Regions from separate parts of the Zea mays genome. Here region 2 is linked to region 1. A link is a contact called in public Hi-C data. All regions are on one chromosome and are shown on one strand. The core of a region is the stretch at or near the end of the contact, and the rest is flanking DNA. Distances in the headings are between cores, read along the strand shown. Region 1 holds the start of LOC100193303. Region 2 holds the start of LOC100382649 (putative leucine-rich repeat receptor-like protein kinase family protein).

Region 1 (3,922 bases), core at 673-3,172:
AGAGTCTTCTAAACTTTGCTTTACATTCCGCATTTAATTCAAGCACTTTACCTTGTGCATTTGTTTAGCAAGTAGTTGAAGCATTGTCTTAGTATTGTTGTATTTCTAGTAGTATTCTCTTATTGCTAGTTGTTGGGGTGAAGTTGGGCTCTTGCTTAGGGTTTAATTATTGTTGATTTTTAGAAAAGCCCAATTCACCCCCCTCTTGGGCATCGTGATCCTTTCACATGGGTGACAAATTGTAATATGACTGGTAGTTATCTGAAAATTTTGTGGTGGGAGGTGATTATGAATTGAACTAGAGAAATCTATAAATTTCTAGAAACCAATTCTGATGTTGTACCCGTTTGATTTAGATTTTAGATTTTTGGTAGCGAATCTAGTTCATAAAACCGAACCAAACACGCACTAATTTTTCTGAGTGAGTATTACCTACTGTACGTTAATCCAGTTCGGATTCAGCTTCCCTATACACATACCTGTCATATCCAATCCAATAGGGGTGGAGATTTTTTCCCAAATCTTAGGGTTCTTTTAGAATATAGGAATTTCAGATAAATCGTACGTTTATTTTATAGAATTTTATAGAATCAGTTCGTTTTCACATAAAAACACAGTAAACAAGAAAAATTCTCCTTTTTAAAGGAACCCTTAGGACATATTTGGTTACTCTAGTATTTATCCCAATACATATAGATTGAAGAAAATTAATGTATAAATTAAACTAATTTACACCAAATCTCCCTCACGTGAATAATAGACTATCTAAACATAATTTAACGAGGTTCCTATTAACACCGCTACTTGTCCCTATTCCGGGGATTGCGCGAAATGGAAAAATTTGTGATTTTGTCAATCTCAATTTTAGTTGTATGTTATTATACTATCTCGTGTTTATGACTAGTGGTCCATCTATATTTATAATCTGTGGGTCTAATAGTGTACTGACTAAACCCAAAAATAATAATAACAAAATTTCCAATGTCTCCCCGAAATGAGGCCGGCCGGCACATCTCCCGCCCGCAGCCTCTCCTTCGCCCTTGCACGGTCGATGCTGGCCGGAACAAACAAGACGACCTGGTCCAGCCAGCGTAACGCACGGACCTGTCTCCATCGGGGAGGAGGCAGGCAAAGGCAAGGCAACCATACCCATACCGTACCATACAATGGTTTTTCTTTTCTTTTTTCTTTTCGGGAGTGATTTCGTGCGTCCGAGTCATGCTCCGTCAAGGCCATGGCTGGTGTCGATCTTACTTAACTCTAGCAGGACTCTTGTAAGTGATGACGTTAGAGATTTCGAAGCTCGTGTCGTACGCAAGGAGGAGAACAGACATGAAAAAAAAACTCAGCTAACGTTTTTATTTGTTTTTTTAACAAAAATAAAGGTAAAGAAAACCACGCATGGCAAGCAAGTGGCAACGGACGTAGTTGTCAGCGGGGTAACATCCTGCTGGCCTTATCCTCACTCGTCACTCGACTCGAGTCGATCATGGCGTCGCTGTCACCACCACTGGTTGCGGCTGACTAGCCCTCCTCCTTCCTTCCTTCCTTCAGATCCATCCAGGCAGCAGCAGTAAGGGCTTGTTCGGTTATTCCCAATACACATGGATTGGATGGGATTGGAAAAAAATGTGAAGAAGTTTGACTTGTTTGGGATTCAAACCCATCCAATCCCGCTCAATCCACATGGATTGAGAGCTAACCGAACAAGCCCTAATTAGTATCTTCCCTAGACTAGCAGGGTGAATTGCCAGGACACAGTTGTCTGGCAGCTGGGGGCCGCCGCCGCCGCCGCCCGCACGCACGCACGGACGGCGTGCTGTCCGGCTGTCCCTGCCTGCGTTGCGTGTGTGTCACACCGCACCACCAATATATATAACCTGACCTGGTCCGTCCGCCACAACGCAGTACCGCACCACCACCAAGCACCGCAACCGGAGCCGGAGCCAGAGGAGGGCGAGAGGCCGAGGGGAGAGGAGCGAAGGAGGCCGCCGACCGACCGTGCGTCCGGCCCCGCGGCGGCGTCGGCAGGTGCGCTAGCTCTGTCTTCTTCTTCTCTCCCTCCGATCCCGATCCTCACGGTACCTCACGGGGATAAGCATGCCGATGATGCGGGCACGCCAGCCTCCGATCCGTTTCCACCGCCGCGCGCGCCGCCCGGCCGCTCCTCTCGTTCGTCTTGTCCTCTCCGCCTGTCTCGCGTGTCCTCACCCTTCCTCCGTCCTCCGTCGTCCCCTTTTCTTTAATGACAAATCGGCTGCGAGCCAAGTGGGGCGTGCACTCAAACCCCTCATCCCCATGAGACCGCACGAGTTGGAGCAAGGCTCAGTGCCCGCCTGCCCCCGCATGCCGTGCGATGCCATGGAGGCGCGCGTCCCTGGGCGTCGTCACGTCCTCACTCCTTGTCCGTCTGCCTGTCGCCTTGTCTCGCCTTGCAGGTCGTAGACGGCAGACGAGGAGCAGCAGCAGCACGAGGCGGCCGGGCCCGGGCCACGCCATGCCGGAGAAGGAGGCGCAGGCCGCCGCGTTCTGCGGCGAGGCGGTGATCGCCGAGTTCGAGTCCCTCACGCGGGACGCCGCCGCCGTGCAGCGCGACACGCTGCGCCGGATCCTGGCAGACAACGCCTGCGCCGAGTACCTCCGCTGCCGGGGCCTCGCGGGCCGCACCGACGCCGCCAGCTTCCGCGCCTGCGTGCCGCTCGCCACGCACGCCGACATCGAGCCCTACATTGCGCGTATCGCCGACGGCGACACGTCCCCCGTGCTCACCGCCAAGCCCATCACCTCCATCTCCCTCAGGTCGGTAATACTCGACTCGACTCGCTCTGTACATGTCGGTGAGCCACCGTGTGTGACTGACCGTCCGCTGGCCCTATTATTCCCGTGTCATGCAGCTCCGGCACGACGCAGGGGAAGCGCAAGTACCTGCCCTTCAACCAGGAGCTCGTCAAGTCCACGATGCAGATATACCGGACTTCCTACGCCTTCAGGAACAGGTGAGTGAGTGCACGCGCGCGCATATGCATGTCACACTGTCAGATCATCTATATTCTCATCGCCTCGCCTCCACACTGCACCGCGCTTCCCTCGCAGGGCGTTCCCCGTGGAGGACGGCAAGGCGCTGCAGTTCATCTACGGCAGCCGGCAGTTCACCACCAAGGGCGGGCTGACGGCGACGACGGCCACCACCAACGTGTACCGCAGCGAGGAGTTCATGCCCACGATGCGCGCCATCCAGTCGCAGGTGTGCAGCCCGGAGGCGGTGATCTTCGGCGCCGACTTCGCGCAGTCGCTCTACTGCCACCTGCTGTGCGGCCTGCTGTACGCCGACGAGGTGCGCATCGTGTCCGCCACCTTCGCGCACAGCATCGTGCTGGCCTTCCAGACCTTCGAGCGCGTGTGGGAGGAGCTGTGCGCCGACATCCGCGCGGGCGCGCTGTCGCCCGCGCGCGTCGCCGCGCCGGCCGTGCGCGGGGCCGTGGAGGCGCTGCTGGCGGGCCCGGACCCGGCGCGCGCAGACGAGGTGGCGCGCCGGTGCGCCGGGCTCAGCAACTGGTACGGCGTCATCCCGGCGCTGTTCCCCAACGCCAGGTACGTGCACGGCATCATGACGGGGACCATGGAGCACTACGTGAAGAAGCTCCGCCACTACGCGGGCGGCCTGCCCCTCGTCGCCGCCGAGTACGGCGCGTCCGAGGGCTGGGTCGGCGCCAACGTGGAGCCCGAGACGCCGCCGGAGTCCGCCACCTTCACCGTGCTCCCCAACATCGCCTACTTCGAGTTCATCCCGCTCAAGGCGGCCACCGGCCACGGCGGCGGCACTGCCGGCGACACGTGCTACGCCGAGGCTGAGCCCGAGCCCGTCGGGCTAACCGAGGTCACCGTCGGCGAGCACTACGAGGTTGTCGTCACCACTTTCGCA
Region 2 (3,922 bases), core at 910-3,409, 520 kb before region 1:
AGCTTTTATTCCCAGGCCTATGCTTGAGAGAATTTCAGATCTGTGCAAAAGTGTAGGACAACATACCGGTCTGTGTTTCCATCATCGGATAACGCCTGCCGTGCTGCTCGCTTTCATATTAGTTGAATTTCCTACAATGAGGTATTTTTGTAGGTCAACTAAGCTTGCATGGGCAGTATTACCTTATCATTATTACAACAGTCTGTTGGTTGGTGTGGAGTTCCTGAAACACATGATACTTGGATTGATGTACAACAAAGAGCTCTATGGCCACCACGGATCCACCAGTCATTGTCTACACTATCAGCGGCTTGGGGGCAAGCCGCATTTCAAGCGGTGGGGAATGTCAGTACACTGCCATGTGGTGTCATGTGGGCCCTTGGAAGGTGGCATGGGGTATTCTCTGCTATAAAATGGAGAAGCTGCGCAGGCGATAGGCATCAATGAAATATTCAGAAGACATCCATTCCATATTGTGCTTCTACCTCTTCAGTCTCTTCCTCCTATCTTCTAGAGTTCTACTTCTCCGTATAGATCCTTAGCTCGTTGCAACTTTCCTTTCCTATCGTCATGTACTCAGATCATAATTGAATCCAATTATCCAGTGTTTGGTTGAGAGGTGTTGCTAACAATTTTCGTTGACTGCGAGGTAGCTTTAGCGACTTTGACTATCGTATCTCGAGAATTTACAAGCCCAGCCATGTATGTATGGTATGAGCAGCCATGTAGGGCGCTAAGACTGTCTTCAGCGGTTGCCCCTAAATTTGGCCCCCCTATATCCCACTCACGTGCCACGTCAGCGTTCTCTTTCCTCCTATATCTCCACCCTGTACAGCGGTTCCCCCTAAATCCTTCCCCTACACCCCACTACAACCATAAAATATCATTTTCTATACCTACTTTTCATCTCTTGTCAATTTTTATTCTACTAACAATTAATTCAACAGTACAAGCACAGTGTTTAGAGGGCTTGCCACAGTCCTCCACATCTAGCGGAGCACTGCTCCCAGCGCTACCACTGTTGCTTGTAGGGGAAGGTTTAGAGGTGGCCGCTGCACCCATCTCGTCACCCTAAGGGCATGTTCGGTTACACTAATCCAGAGGGGGATTGAAGGGGTTTAAATCCCCTTCTAGTCATTTTTGACTAGGAGGGGATTTAATCCCCTTCAATCTCCCTCTGGATTGGTGTAACCAAACAAGCCCTAAACGTGCACAGTGCAAGGGGAGGGGGAAGGGCGCGGCATGCGCTGAAGACAGTCTAATAGTTGGCTGACACGCGTCTGCTGCGTCTTGGCACTTGGCAGCATGCTCCTCGCCCATCGTCGTCCTAGTCCTGCCTACGTGATGGTCGGTGAGCGGTGAGCCTGCCTTCTTTTCCTCCCCACGTCGCCCGGCCGGCGAGCCCTGTGCTCTGCTGCATTGCATGCCCCCCCGGCCTCTGCATGCTGGAGCTCGACCACCGAGCGGCAGAGGCAGACACAAGACACGTCCAAAGCTAGCCTGTCCTATCTCCCTGCTCGGCTGTTTGCTTGTCCGTATGGACAGAATCCGCAAAACAAGCACAGGCAAAGCATGGCCAATGTTGTCAGCTGTCTTGGCTTGGGGGCCTTGTGCATGGCGTGGGGACGTGGGGTGCTCTCGTTCGTTCAGTTCAAAGTTTGAATTCAAAAAAAAAATGAACTTGGCAGGAAAAAGGTGCAAAGCGAAAGAAAGCCAAGTCCTTGCCGTGCTGCGTGCAAAGCAATCATCGTCGCCCACACACTGCAGTGAAGTCATTCACGGCCCATCGCTTTCCTCATTCCCGCCGGCCTAACCCAAGTGTCGGCTGACGAGACTGTGTGAGAGTTGGAGAGCTGCGGATGGATCCGTCGGTCAACCGCTGCCTGTAATAATAATTAACAACAAGTTTTCTAATTCCTAATAAAGTGCTGCTACAATTCGATTGCCAGCAGAGGCTCACATGGGAATTGAAGGCGCAGATCGCTGACCGCGCCGCCGTCACTTGCCGAGCACGCACCGCGGTAGTAGCCGACACCGCCGCGCACAACGTTCCGTTCGTCTCCCCTCGAACCAGTCCTCCCACCAAAAACGCACTCCCGAACCCGACTCTCCTCTTGCTCGCTCTCGGTGGCGTCTCCGCCTCCGCAGTCCGCACTCGCGCACGCTTCCCTTCCCTTCCTCGCCCACGCGGACGCGGCCACGGCCGCTCCAAGCTAGCAGCAGAGCGAGAGCAGCCAATTTTGGCGCACCTCTCTCACTCTCCCTCCCTCCGTTCAGCAGCGTTCGTTTCGTTGCTCACTCAGATCCAGCCATTCAGGTGAGAGAGTAGGGGCAGCGATGCCCACGCCGCCGCTCCGTGGGGCGGGGCTCCTGCTCCGTATCTGCCTCTTCCTCTGCCTCTCACTCCGCCCCCGCCTGGCCTCCTCCGAGCCCGACGCCGACAAGGCGGCGCTGCTGGCGTTCCTCTCCGGCGTGGGCCGCGGCGCCACCGCCCGCGCGCGCATCAACTGGTCCACCACCCACCTCGCCTGCAGCGCCGACGGCCCCGGCCCCGGCTGGACGGGGGTCACCTGCAGCGCGGACGGCGCGCGCGTCGTGGCGCTGCACCTCCCGGGGCTGGGCCTCTCGGGCGCCGTGCCGCCGGGCACGCTCGGCCGCCTCACCGCGCTGCAGCTGCTCAGCCTGCGCTCCAACGACCTCTCCGGCCCGCTCCCCGCCGACCTCCTGCGCCTGCCCGCGCTCGAGGGCCTCCACCTCCACCGCAACGCCTTCTCCGGCGCGCTCCCCGCCGCCCTCGCGGGGCTGACCGCGCTCCAGGTGCTCGACCTCTCTTTCAACGCCTTCGACGGCGCCGTCCCCGGCGCGCTCGCCAACCTCACCCGCCTCGTCGCGCTCGACCTCTCCAACAACTCGCTTTCCGGCCGCGTCCCGGACCTCGGCCTCCCCGCGCTCCGTTTCCTCAACCTCTCCAACAACCGCCTCGACGGGACCGTGCCGGCGTCCCTCCTCCGCTTCCCCGACGCCGCCTTCGCCGGCAACAGCCTCACGCGCCCGGCTCCGGCTCAGGCGCCGCCGGTTGTTGTCGCTCCGCCTCCTGGCCTCGCTGCGCCTCCCCCCGCGAGGCGGCGGCCCAGGCTCAGCGAGGCGGCCATCCTCGCCATTGCCGTGGGAGGGTGCGTCCTCGGGTTCGCCGTCGCGGCGCTGCTGCTCCTCGCATTCTGCAACAGCAGCAGGGAGGGCCGCGATGAAGAGACAGTAGGCGGCGGCGCGGCTGCAGGGAAGGGCGGGGAGAAGAAGGGGAGGGAATCGCCCGAGTCCAAGGCGGTCATCGGCAAGGCCGGGGACGGCAACCGGATGGTCTTCTTTGAGGCCCCGTCGCTGGCGTTCGACCTGGAGGACCTGCTCCGCGCCTCCGCCGAGGTCCTGGGCAAGGGCGCGTTCGGGACGGCGTACCGGGCCGTGCTGGAGGACGCCACCACGGTCGTCGTCAAGAGGCTCAAGGAGGTGAACGCCGGGCGGCGCGACTTCGAGCAGCAGATGGAGCTGCTCGGGCGGATCCGCCACGACAACGTCGTCGAGCTCCGCGCCTACTACTACTCCAAGGACGAGAAGCTGCTCGTGTACGATTACTACAGCCGGGGAAGCGTGTCCAACATGCTCCATGGTATGATCCGCGCTGACATCTATCCTTCGTCCTGTCACTCTCATAAGTTCAATGCTCAATTTGGAATTCTCAATTTGCAATGGGCGTCATAATAACTACCCATGTCTGTTTGTGCGTTTAGAATGGTAGCAATCGTTATAATTATAACGAGACATGAGTGGTGGGGTGTTTGTTTGGGATTATAATCTGCTCAGATTATAATATATAATCTGAGCAGATTATAATCCCAAACAAACACCCCCTTAAATGTGGCAAGAA

Evidence for each region. Hi-C and Micro-C count contacts between places; a contact is called where the count stands out from the background.
Region 2: a contact with region 1 is called in a Hi-C map of endosperm, with 5 times the contacts expected there. The contact joins the promoter of LOC100382649 here to the promoter of LOC100193303 in region 1. A contact is called at or near these places in 5 of 25 Hi-C or Micro-C datasets (bundle sheath, ear, endosperm and 2 more).

The regions. Positions count from the first base shown.
Region 1 is chr8:27,045,956-27,049,877 of Zm-B73-REFERENCE-NAM-5.0, reverse strand. It overlaps LOC100193303, which reads left to right and starts at 1,922. Exons shown (of 5, transcript NM_001358702.1): 1 at 1,922-2,031; 2 at 2,439-2,799; 3 at 2,895-2,996; 4 at 3,094-3,922. The coding sequence starts at 2,498.
Region 2 is chr8:27,566,035-27,569,956 of Zm-B73-REFERENCE-NAM-5.0, reverse strand. LOC100382649 (putative leucine-rich repeat receptor-like protein kinase family protein) reads left to right here and starts at 2,159. Exons shown (of 2, transcript NM_001175373.1): 1 at 2,159-3,664. The coding sequence starts at 2,338. It overlaps LOC100383812, which reads left to right. Exons shown (of 1, transcript NM_001176444.1): 1 at 1-615. The coding sequence ends at 412.